Regions from separate parts of the Gossypium hirsutum genome. Here region 1 is linked to region 2. Evidence: chromatin contacts called from public Hi-C data. All regions are on one chromosome and are shown on one strand. Each heading gives the region's core, a stretch centred on a gene start, on an enhancer-like site or on the middle of the called end of the contact. The rest is flanking DNA. Distances are from core to core; before and after follow the strand shown.

Region 1 (6,498 bases), core at 1,022-3,521, 260 kb before region 2:
CGATGAATTGATAGTAAATTTTAAACTTAGGGTTTGTTTGTTTGACTGAAAATGATTTCTAAAAAATAACTTTTTTGGAAAAGTTAATATTTTCTGGTGTTTGGATGAATCTGTATAAAAATATTTTCTGTTGTTTGACAGATTTCTTGAAAATATTTTATAAAATCTGTTTTAAATTAAACATACATTCGAGAAAATTTTTTTTATTGTTTAATTGAGCTTATTTTATATCTATTAAATTTATATTTTACAGTATTTTTATATATATTGCAATGATTTATTTATAAATATTCATTTTTCATACAACAATACTCAAAATCTTGGAATCACAGTATCATATTTGTAACATCTGCAGTAACTAAACTCTACAAATCAAAACATCTCCACTTTTAAATATTTTATCCTAGTAAATTATTAATTACCAATGGAGTAACATATTCCTAGTAACACAACAAGCTGATAATAACTGAGCTAATTCATAAAAGATTATATTATCTATTATTCTTCTTCATACACTACGTTTTTCTTGCTTGGCAAAGGCACCATGAAAAGTTGCATTTTTATTTAAATTTTCATAGGGAAACCCATACCAAAACAAAAAGAGTAGAACATAAATAAACAGAGTCTTCAGTTGACATTAGTCTCAAGTTTGATCTTTGAATTAATCTCTTACCTCTTTCCCCTTATAAATAAAAAGTGGTATTTATGCAAAAATAAAAAAAAAAAAATCAGTAGTTAACTTTGTCACTTGAGTGACCCATTTAAAAGGAAGAATTACATTTTGAGAATAATAGGAGATTTCTTAATGGCCTTTGGTGTTGGAACCTATTAAAAGAAATAAAGACATAATGGAAGAAAAATATTTGAATAGTGGAATCAAATCATAGCAAGGATTAGCAAACTTGATCAAGTATCAGTATTATTATCATCCATCAAGGAACAAATATAAGTGATAGATAGATAGTAGTTTTGGTAGTTAGGTGCAATCCTTTAGAATTACATCTTTTCCTTCATTACTAATCTATGCCCATGAGCTAAAATTAATTATCTTTGTGCAAAATTATGAGGTTCCATTCAATGTCCAAAATTCAGAGCAAGGTAAATGCTTTTGAAAATTAAATAAAAATATATATAGCATAATAAGGAATACTGTGGAATTAAAATTCGAACAGATGAGTTTTATATAAGCAAATCCAATTTTCTAAAATAAATGCTCTAAGTATTCGAGTGAATGCTTAGAAATATCATGACAGCAAGGCGTGGAAGTGCATGAAGTAAAGTAGGATAGCAAATGTTAATAAAAATACAACCCTCACTTTTTATTTGTCTACTCAAGGATTTTAAGGACACTAGTTATCAGTGTCACTATATTTTTAAGTGCATTCCCAACGACCTCACAATCAAATAAGCCTAATATGGCCATTAACTTTTTCATTTAAAAGGAGTAGCAGAATTGGCATTGACAAGAAGTAGACAACAAATATGAAAACAGACATTTCTTTTGGGATAAAAGAGCTGTAGCTAACAGATATCCTATAATTAGCTTCTGAATATGAAAATCAGCAAAGGTAATACGAATATACTCTAAATTGCAGTGCAATACCACAATTGGTTGTCTTGTCTTTTAGGGAATTTAATTTTGTTTTAAAATTTGTAACCCAATTTAAAGATTGCATTGAATGGTATCATTATTGGATAAATTCACCAATAAGAGTTGTATAGGGCAAACGTTTGAAATGAACAATAACACCATACAATTAGAGACCCATTCAGATCATCACCATTACAAACAGATAAGACAAAATAAAAGTAATTGGCATTGCATTCTATCGAAAAAAACAACTAACATAATTTTAGCAAAAATAAATATTTTGACATTTTGCCATGTACCGGAGAATAGCATGAAAATATTCATTTCCACAATCCTAATCCTAGAAAACAAAATTGAAGACAAATCAGAAATATCCCAAATAGAATTTAAAAAAAAAAAACCCAAATGTTACCTCTTTGGCAGTCAACTCAGAAGCCTAAGGAAGGACGAAATTAATAGTGAGTTTGGAAGGGATGGAGAAAAGAGTGGGAGGACGAGGTTGTATAAAAGAGAGGAGTTTTAGGAGGGTTTATATTGGGGATCACTTTAGTCCACGCCTCCTTGAATGTGGCATCCACAGAGGGAGCCACTGGCAGATCAGTGGAGAAGGGTTGAGCCCTTGCTACCAAAATGGGTCGACGGGCCAATAGCATTGATGCTCGACACAACATTCTGGGAAGGGGGTTAGTGGTGATTGTTCAGCTATTGCAAGGTCGGAGACAGAGTCTGAGAAGAGGGGTTGTTTAGTCTCTTTCTTCACTCTTTTGTTTTGGTACTTTGTATTTGTGAAATCGTTGCTGGCTGACGGCAATGAGTAGATTAGAGTGACAAGGATGGGGGAAGGGGGAAGGGGAAGAGGCTTCAAGTTAAGTTTAGTGGTAAAGGGAAAAACTTTGGAAAACTTCCTACCAAAATAAAATCTGTAAAACATTTTCTTAAAAGAAATATTTTTTTCCCGTGTTTTGTAAAAGGTGTTACAGTGGGAAATTATTTTCAGCTAAACAAATATTGGAAAATGTTAAACAAACACAACTTAAAAGAAAAAGGAGAGACCCAATTCACTGAAATGATAGTGAAATTATTAGGATGAAATATTAGATATTCAAAACTGATAGTAGTTCTGCATTTAATTATCCATTATTACAGGAAATAATCTAATTTGACATTTGAATTTTCAATCTTCTGTTATCTGCAGCCTGCTAAGGTTGAGGAAAGGTTTACAGTTATTTACTTGGCACTTCTCCCTTTATGAGAGGATGGATACTGTTGGAGGAGGGAGCTGAAGTCGTAATAGTTGGTTTTATTTCTTTATTTTTATTAGGATTTATATGCATCTATGAAAAAATTCCTTAACAGGCCTCTGAATATAATAAATGAATGGAAAGGAATCTGGATAATATCCAGCATATAATAATTAAACTCAGTGCTTTGCATGGAATTATTAGTAACTTTTTGTTGGGTAAATTAGTCTAGTTAGTCACTCAACTTTATGACATTTTCATTTTGGTCATCCATTTTTAAAAAAAATATTAATTTGGGTAAAAAACACTAAAGATTAAAGTGAAAGGTAGAAATTAAAATGATGCATTGTAAATTGTTAAATTGCACTTGTTTATTCTCTTGTTGGAGGTTTTAAAATTTTATTTTTCTTTTTAATATTGAAATTCTAAATTTCAAAGTATGAAAATTAATTAAGTAAATTATTGAAAATTTTTTATTAGATAGTGTTAATCAATTTGTTATTATAATATTAAAATTAATTAAATTATTCTCTTAAATTTTAAAATTTATTTTATGTTTTAAAATTATTTTAAACAAAATCAATTCAAATAACTCATATTTAATCTTTGTAATTAATTAATTTTATATTTTGTGTCAAGCAAAATTTTCAATTTTTTCTAAAACTTTTTTATCCAAAGGAAGTAATTAAAAGAAATTTAAGTTTTATATACCATTAACTAAGGTTAAGATCGATTTCATTAGTTTAAGAGAATATCGTTCTTTTAAATTCTTATTTTTTGTCAAATAAAGTGCATTCATTCATAAACTAAATAATAGGTTTGAAAATAGGAAAGTTTGCTTTATCAGGTACTACAGGCATCGCCATAAAGTTTGGTGTGGCATGATAGACAACAAAGTCATTTGAAACATTCCTAAGAAATTTAGAAGATAGTTTTTATATAATATTTAAAATTATTCATAAATTTTTTTGATATTTCATTCTGTACTACTCACAATGCTTATGCCAACCGTGGCTTTCGCTGTAAATATGCAAAAGTATAATGTTATAGAATGGCTCAAGTAAAATCCTGCAACCAGTTATCAAAGGTTCTAGCCATAAGTTAATTTGTAATGGATTTATTAGAGAGCATCAAAATAATAGATGTAGCCTCAACTTTTTGAACAAGATTTTCAATATGCAGATTTGGTGACTGAAACTTCAGCTGTCGTATTAGTCTTGGCAAAGCTCGGATTTCCAAGTTACAATAATGGAGTGAGGACATTGAACTGATGTAATGTCAGCCACTTGAGAGAAAGCGAGGTGGATAAACCCCGTTTCGCTAAATGTTTATTTCTTTCTATTCCCATCCCGTGTGTAATATTTGACTGTAAGATTTTGATACGATCCGTCTCGAGGTGAGTCGAGTCGTATGTGAAATGCCCGATCGTCTACGAGAAGTAACGTTAACTTAGTTTAGAAATTTTTAAAAACAGAAGTCGGGGTTGAGAAGAAAGGTGTCTGAAAGAAATGGTTTAGATGTAATGGCACGACATGGTCGATTTTTGGTATGTTTGGGTTAAGAAAGAAATGGGATCGATCAAAGAATGCAAACAAGAACCAATACCGATTTGGTATCGACTCGTTATTTATATGCGCTTTATTTTTGTTCGGTTTAGGTTTGGAAAAGGGAACCTCGACCCACTATCCAACAAGATAGGAACCTCGGTATGTTGAACGCCACACTACGGATAGTGATAAGTTCAGGTTCGACAAAGAACACGGTTGACACAACTAGAACGCTAGGAACGCCAATCGAATCTTTGAACGAAATATAAGAAAAGTTTGCCTCATAATTTCGGCAGCATAACATTAACAAAGTTTCAAAAGTCCCTTTACATCGAAAATGAACAAGTATTTATAGGCCTAAAGTCTAGGTAGCCGATTGGCCTTTCATACTACAATTTAATTAAAAGAAAATTCTAGAAACATTAACTCTTAATGTGCATGACTAGATTTGGCTATGGGAATGGTGGATGAATGCACCTTCATGCTTAAGAAAAACAAAATGAGTGCATGATGTCCAATGGTCACTTGTAAGGTTTGGCCAACCTTGTTAAATGAAGCAATGTTTGGCCAAAAATTATGAATTAATTGTGGATACTCCAAGGGCCAACATATGTGTGAAAAACGAATGTTGAAGAGTCTTCTAGTGTGAAAAAGATGAGCCGAAAAGTCTTGCCATGTGAACATAGATGTGAAACGAATTAAGGATATTCATGGGGAAGCTAATCGGCCAAGCTATCTTCATGCATGTGAGGGTGTCCTTTGGCCGAATGGTCACCTTGAAAAATGAAGAGATAGCACACCATACATGAATGGAAACATTCATGAACCTTGAAAACATTGAATGTGATCATACATGCACTTAGCCGAACATGCACCTAGGAGATTCAAGTCCATTGTGTTCCTACAAGAAATGTGAACAGAATTAATTCAAGCTAATGTGAACAAAATATCAACATTAAATTCGGTTATGACAAATTTAATTATCATCAATAAACACTTTTAAGACATATTTAATAAAACTAATGTGAACTAAATTTAATATGTGGGATATTAATTAACTAATTATTGAACTTATTAAATAAAAAGTCAATAATAGTCAAATAAAGTCAAAGTGAACTCCACGAGCTGATGTTTAATTCATGAGCTAAACCCGAGCTGGGCTTAGACTGGTGAACTGATAATGAGCTGGTCCCGAGCTGTGGAACTGGGATGAGCTGAATCCGAGCTAATAAACTGGTGTTGAGCTGCATGGGAGCTAACTTGAACTGGAGGTGAACTCAGTGAGCTGAAATGAACTTGTAGAAGAGTTCGGCATGGATTCTTAAAGTTGCCACCAGCTAGTTCGGTAGGTCTAGCATTGACATCATCCCACATTTGCTGAACTAAAGCTATAACAACTTCTTTAAATTGTTTTGCACGAGCCCTTGTGATCGATCCTTGAGGTAGCACCATCGGATCTTGGCTCGGACTTAACTTATGGGAAAGCGTGATCGTATCATCCTTCCCCTCTTGAAATTTACTTGTCCTCAAGTCAGTATCTACATCGAAAGGAGTCAGGTCAGAGACATTAAAACTAGCACTAACATTGTACTCACCCGGCAAGTCAAGCTTATACGAATTTTCATTGATTCACTCTATGACTTGAAAGGGACCGTCTTGTCGCGGCATCAATTTTGATCTTCGTTGAGCCGGAAACCTCTCTTTTCGCATGTGGACCCAGACCCAGTCTCCGGGTTCAAATACAACTCTTTGTCGTCCTTTGTTGGCTCGTTGGATGTATTGCTCGGTTCGAGATTCAATATTCTCTCGAACTTTCCTATGTAGTTCCTTGACAAATTCAGCCTTTTTCCTTGCATCTGTATGAATAAATTGATCAATAGGAAAAGGTAATAAATCAAGAGGAGTAAGAGGATTAAATCCATAAACAGTCTCAAAAGGAGAAAATTTGGTTGCCGAGTGAACAGAGCGGTTATAAGCGAACTCGATGTGGGGTAAGCATTCTTCCCACGTCTTGAGGTTCTTTCGTACCAACGCTCGCAACAAAGTTGACAAAACTCAGTTTACCACCTCGGTTTGGCCATCCGTTTGGGGATGACAAGTGGTTGAAAACAATAATTTC
Region 2 (6,795 bases), core at 3,267-5,766:
CTTATTATTCACTTATTCAACATATAATTTTGTAATTAAATATCATATTAAAATTATATTCATTCTAGCAATTAATTTTATAATCAAAACAAATAAGATTCTAGTTGTACTTACAACTTTAGGCTTGAAATCAACTTTCTTCTCCTCTTCCCTTTGTCCACTTCCTTGCTTTATTTCTCTATTTGTTTATCAACTTCCTTCACTTTTTCTTCATTTTTCCATATCAAAATACACTATTTTCATATAAAAATCATGTTCACATATCACAATTCATGTTTTCTAATCAAAACTAACATGTATTAAAAGAGAAGTTGATAGTTATTACCTCAAACACTTACATTCAAGTCTAATCTGTATTTTCTCACTCCTCCAAAACTCTCATGAATGTCTTCTCATGAAATTAATGTAATTATTATTCCTCTCCATTGATTTCACTCACAAATCATGAAGAAATCTAGGAAAAACTAGATTAATTGATTTGTATTTAGTGAAGCACCATGATTGATGGCTTTTATAAGCTTTTTATCCTTTTCTTTCTCCATTTTTCTAGACTTCTCCGTCAATTTATCTATACAAAAATATCTTTTTATGTTATTTATCATCTTGCCCTTTCCACTTAATTACAATTAAGCCATTAGTTTTTCATTACCATTTTACTCTTTCATTTATTCTATAATACCACCCATGTGTCATGTTTCCTTTCGGTATATTTTCACCTCTAGTCCCTCCTCCTTTTTCATCAATTTAATTTCTAATTTTCTAACCTTGTCCTAATACCTTCCGTTAATTTAATTGGTTCCCGAAAAATCATATTAATATTTATACTTTCCCAAATATCTTATGTACCTATCTTTTCTATCTCATAACTCTTTAAATTTCCAATTTTTGACTTTCTCAAAATTTGGACTAATTTATTATATCTTTATCACTGTTCAAGACTCTAAAAATTTTTGGGGATGTTACAGATACCAAAGACAATTTATTGATACTTGGTAAAAGGTATTGATAGTTTTTGTAATTGATTGAAAACAAAATGTCAATTTGGCATCAATTTTAGAAAATGTATTGATATTTTGAAAATTATTGATACTCGATACTTTTTGGCATGGAACAATACTAACTTGTTCTAAAACTCTTTTAACATGATTGAAAATGTTTAACTCAATTGAAACCATTTTAACTCGATTTTATCATTTTCTAATTTTGTTCAATTTTAACTTTTATTTAAAAACATTTTAATTTGTTATATCAAAATAAATTATCAAATAAAGCTAGGTATAACAAAAACCCACAATCCTATTCCTCAGTCCCAATTCAATTCGTGGAGGCATTGCCCAATGTAAAACCCCACCAGCAAGCTCACTATAGCCTCGCCTATGCATTAGATGGTAGAAAAATTTGAAATATAAACCTAAGATAAGGAGGAAGCTTAGTGGTTTTTCTCCAAGAGTCACTTTTATTGAATTGCACCATCCTCGCGACCTTGTAATCATTGGTCCTTTTAACATAGTTTTTCTTTTAAATTTGCATTGAATATAAAAAATTCAATTTATGTTTAAATTTGATTAATGATATGGTTTTTTATATCGATTAGTTAATTCCAATTTTATTTTCAAATTTAGGTTATATTCAAGTCGAGATTTAATTAAGAATGATTGGTATTCAGTTTTGAGTGAAATTCAATTTAGGAATCATGTGAAAGAAATAAGGACTTGGTTTATTTGGTGGATAAAGATTATGTTTCTGCAATGAAGAATATGAGAAGAGAGAAAAATAAAGGGGAAGAAGAAAATGAAAATAAAGAAATAAAAAAAATTAAATTGTTCAAAAAAAAAGTTAGGGACTAGTTTTAACATATGGAAAACACAGAAAAATTATATTAAGAGAAATGGAGAATGGAAGAAAACAAAGAAAGAAGCAAAAGAGAATGAAGAATAAAGAAAAAAAAGGAAAGTTAAAAGAACAAAATGAAAAAAAATTGCTCAAAATAAAAAAATATAGGAACCGATTGTAGAATTTAACCTAAAATTTTCATTTGAAATGATGGTTTAATATGTTAGATTAGCTTATTGTTACATTGTTAACGATAATTAACGGCTCAATGACTAAAATATTATAATACGATAACATGATTAAAGACCTTTTTACCTAAATAATACAAAAAATAAAATTAATAACTGAAATGGCATGCCCATGAGATTATTTACCAAAATGGTATGGTTTTACTAGTGTCGCCTGTCAAATTGGCGGCACTAAACTGAAATGTGATTATCTAAAGTATTTAGGGACCTGATATGCAATTTTTTTATTTTGAGTGGTTGCTAGAAAAATAAGATGAAAGGGTGCCGCCTGATAGTGTGTCAACTCCAAACCTTAAATGTGGTAATTGCTTTGTAAACCCTCCTTATTTATTATTTTCCTTTTATTCCCCTTCAACTCTACATTGTGTTTAAACAAGCGATTAACCTATTTTTGTAGTTAAATAAGCCCTTAACTTATGATTTTTACTCATAAAATTCCTTTATTTTAATATTAAAGTAAATATATTTTACCCATATTAAAGGGCTTTTTAGTATATTAGCCGTGCTAGACTCTATGTTGTTGAACCTGGCACTTGCATTAGAGCCAATGAAAACATAGATGGAAGGTTAATATACTAAAAAGCGCTTAAACTATTATACTTTGTTTAAACAAGCTTTTATACCATTTTTGTAGTTAAATAGGCCCTTAAACTAAGATTTTTACCCATGAAAGTCCTAAATTTTAATATTAAAGTAAAATTATTTTAAAAATATAAACTAATTCGCATTTTTATGTTGATGTGAATTTTATTGAAAATAGTTTATTAAATAAAAAATAAAATTTTAGAATTTCTTGAGAGTGCTTATATACTTGACATTCTTAACTACTCTTTTGAAATTTTTGATTACTTTTTTTGATTTTATGTTGATGTTAAAGTGTATATAATTTTTATTGCATCAATAAGAAATTAAGATAAGAGCTTGAAACTCAAAATATATTTACTTTAATATTAAAATAAAGGGCCTTTATGAGTAAAAATCATAGGATAATAGCTTGTTTAACTACAAAAAATAAATTAAGGGCTTGTTTAAACACAATGTAGTGAGTTGAAGGGGATTAAAAAAATAATATATAAGAAGGGTTTACAAGGCAATTAGTCACATTTAAGGTTTAGCGCCAACACACTGTCAGGCGGCACCTTCTTACCTTTTTTTCCAGTAGCCACTCAAAATGAAAAATTTGCATATAAGGTCCCTGAATACTTTAGATCATTACATTTCAGACCGGTGCTATCAATTTAACAGGTGGCACCAGTAAAACCATACCATTTTGGTAAATAATCTCATGGCACGCCATTTCAGTTATTAATTTTATTTTTTATATTATTTACGTAAAAAATCTCATGATTAAAACATAACATTTTAAATATAAATAACTAAAATATAACTTCAGGCAATTAAAAATAACTATTTTAATAGTTTACTAAAATATTATTAATTCTCTTTCAGCTTTCTTTATCTTATTATAACGAAAATGATTTAGATGTCCGAAAAAGCATAAGCTTATCGACGCTCCATTTCTTCAAAATCTCGAAATAAAAAAGCCATTCCAATTTCAAATGGCGACTGCCATCGATCCTAACTCCGGCTTCTGCTCTAAAACAATGACGTTCCATAGCCTCTGACCTCCCGTTCCACTTCCGCCAGAACCAGCTCCTGTTTCACTTACCGACTTCATCTTCTCCCTCCTTAACTCCTCTCCACCCTCTGCCACCGCTGCCGCAATCCTTGACGCTAACACGTGCTGCCGGGTCCTGTACCCCGAACTTATCTTACTCTTAGAAAATCTAGCCTCCTCACTCAGCGCCCAATTCGGCCTCTCCAAAGGCGATTGTGCTCTTGTTTTCTCCCATAACAATATTTACACTTCGATTCTTTACTTGTCTCTCTTCTCTCTAGGCGTCGTCATCTCTCCCATCAATCCAGCCGCCAAGGTTCCCGAGATTCAACACCAAATCTGGCTTTCAAAGCTGGTAATAGCTTTTGCCTCATCTGATTCAGCTCATAAACTCCCTTTGCTTAGACACGGGATCGTTAATATAGACTCGGTTGAATTCGAGTCGTTAATGGAAACTCAACGCGGAAAAAAAAGGAACGAGCAGTAATCGAAGTTAAGCAATCAGATGTCACCACGATTCTCTACTCATCCGGCACGACTGGTCCGGTTAAAGGAGTTGCACTGACACACCGTAACTGGATAGCCAATATTGTTGGAGGGATACGTCCGGTGAGGATGATCCAGATGGTCGGCTATTGTACGATTCCGTTATTTCACGCTTATGGGGTAGTGCTCAATTTGAGGCTTATGACGTCGAGGGAGTGCTTGGTGATAACGGGTGGAAATCGGAGATTTGATATGAGAAAAATGAACAGTGTCATCGAAGAGTATAGGGTTAGCCAGTTGGCACTGGCTCCACCTTTGGTTATAACTATGGATGGGGATGCTGAGGTAATGGACGGCTATGATTTGAGCTCCCTTGAAGTTGTCATCTACGGAGGAGCTCATTTGAGTAAAAGTACAAAAGAGAGGTTGAAAAATCGATTGCCCAAAGTTCAGCTGGCACAGGTAAAACTTAAACACCTTTTCAATTACTTAATTAGGCTGCTAATTCATTAATCGATGATTTCATTATCATTATTTAAAGTCATACGAGCTGGCTGAGACAACAGGGCGAGTGTTTGTCTCATTGGGTCCGGATGAAACCCGAATAGAGGGTGCGACAGGGAAGCTAATGGCAAATTGTGAAGCCAAAGTGGTGGATCCTGAAATCGGTCTGCTTTGCCTCCTATGAAACCATAGGAGCTTTGGGTTAGAGGGGCTTAAGTAATGAAGGGTAATTATGAATTTGGTTACATTGATATCAAATACTTACTCTAGTGTCTTCAATTCCTTGGTTAATTTACATATGTTTGATTTGTGGTTAAGGTTACGTTGATGATGAAGAGGCGACTATTGCTGTTTTGGATAGGGAGGGATGGTTAAGAACGGGCAATCTTTGCTATATAAATAATCAAGGCTATCTGTTTTTTGTTGATAGGATCAAGGAGTTGATCAAATACAAAGGCTACCAGGTTGGTTTCTTGAGCTTTCCATAATTATGGCAAATAAGCTGATTGTAAGAACTATTTATATCATTTTACATTGTATTTTTCTTTAAAATCAGGTTACACATCATGTGTAATCATTCTTCATTCACTTTTAAGGGCTTTTTTAAAAAGATAATGGTAATAGATTGGGCATTGATGGAACAGTTGCCCCAACTGAATTGGAGCATTTGCTTAATTGTCATCCAGATGTCGTGGAGGCTGCTGTTATTCCGTATGTGACTTCCATTATTTTTGTTTCCACTAGTTGCCATAATGATTCTTTTATCCTTTAATTTTATAAAAAAAATTATTTTAGTGTTTTATTTAATTTTTCCTTACACCAATTATTAAAACATTAAAAATAGATGAAAAGTAAATGTTTGCTAATTTTATTGATGTTGCCAAATGTGATTGTCATATGAACAATTAATGATTTTTTTTTAAATTTAAAGATATTAAAAATATATATTTTTTATTTTTTAATAATTTTAATTTTAAAATAATTTTTATATTTTTTTAATTTTTTGAATTTAAAATTTTAATTAATTGTTGACGTGATAATTCACGTGTATGTCACATTAGTAAAATTTAAAAAAAATTATCAATTTTGGGATGATTTGATAAATAAAACAAATTTAATAACTTTAAAAAATGAAAAATTAAATAAAACGACTTTTTATCAAAATTAAAAAGCCAAATAAATTATTATGCCTATTTGGTTTTCAATGTAGGTGTTGAATGAACATTCTAATTCTATTAAATTTTTGTAAGAGATAATTTACGTTTTAGGTCAGTTAATTTAGCATGCAAAAAAAATAATTTACTTCCATTAAAGGCTTCAAAATTTTTATCATTGCTTTTTGGAACAAAGAGGGAGCGGTTTTCAATCCAAAAGGCATAACTTTCCATTGAAAATGTTTGTTAGGAATGCAAAATCCTGTTTTTGCTCTATCTTCTGGATGAATTCCTAATAGCCAGAAGCCTGCTTTGAGATCAAACTTGGAAAATACTCTTGCTTTTGCCAAGCTAGAAAAAGGAGAATTTTTATTTGGCAAAGGAAATTTATCATCTTGGAGGAAATAATTAAGAGGTCGGTAATTGATGACCAATCTTAATTTTCCTCTTATCTGTTCTGACCTTTTGTTCACATAAAATGCTTCACATGCCCATTGACAATTTGATGGTTCAATCATATCCTATTGTTGAAGTTCTTTACATTCTTGTTCTGCTAACAACAAATGATCTGGATTCATCCCCGTATGGCTGGCCTTAGTGGGATTGATGTCTTCATTTTTCTTGAAAGGGAGAGTAATAAAAAACTTGGAGTTTTTTCACAAAGGATTTGGGCATTTGAGCAAGAATTCTGAATGAGAATTTGCACAAAACTTTTCTTTTAATTCTTGAATAGTTTGAAGGATTTTTTCTGTCTGGATGGAAAAGAGCTTGGATATATTTACAAAGGGTTGGAACAGATTTTTGTATCTAACTCCATCAGGAAAAATTCTTAAATGCTGAGCTTTTGTGTAGAGGTCAAAACCTACTACAATATCTTTTCCTCTGAATTTTAAACCTAATACTGTAGTTTTAACACATCCTGGGAAAAACTGAACAGTAATAAGTTTGCTAA

What was found. A called contact is a pair of places that touch in the nucleus more often than the background predicts.
Region 1: a contact with region 2 is called in a Hi-C map of fibers, with 3 times the contacts expected there. The contact joins two enhancer-like sites. A contact is called at or near these places in 2 of 34 Hi-C or Micro-C datasets (fibers and leaf).

What each region holds. Positions count from the first base shown.
Region 1 is chrA01:95,557,739-95,564,236 of Gossypium_hirsutum_v2.1, reverse strand. LOC107916626 (ATP-dependent DNA helicase Q-like 5) reads left to right here. Exons shown (of 21, transcript XM_041109657.1): 21 at 2,787-2,959. Among protein-coding and RNA genes, the nearest start is that of LOC107916626, 18 kb to the left of the region's middle. Within about 2 kb of position 2,271, at least 5 of the 9 cell types and tissues checked have an H3K27ac peak or open chromatin away from gene starts, as enhancers often do. A contact at or near this core is called in fibers, where this site is marked.
Region 2 is chrA01:95,302,457-95,309,251 of Gossypium_hirsutum_v2.1, reverse strand. It overlaps the pseudogene LOC107917104. Among protein-coding and RNA genes, the nearest start is that of LOC107916900, 17 kb to the right of the region's middle. Within about 2 kb of position 4,516, at least 6 of the 9 cell types and tissues checked have an H3K27ac peak or open chromatin away from gene starts, as enhancers often do. A contact at or near this core is called in fibers, where this site is marked.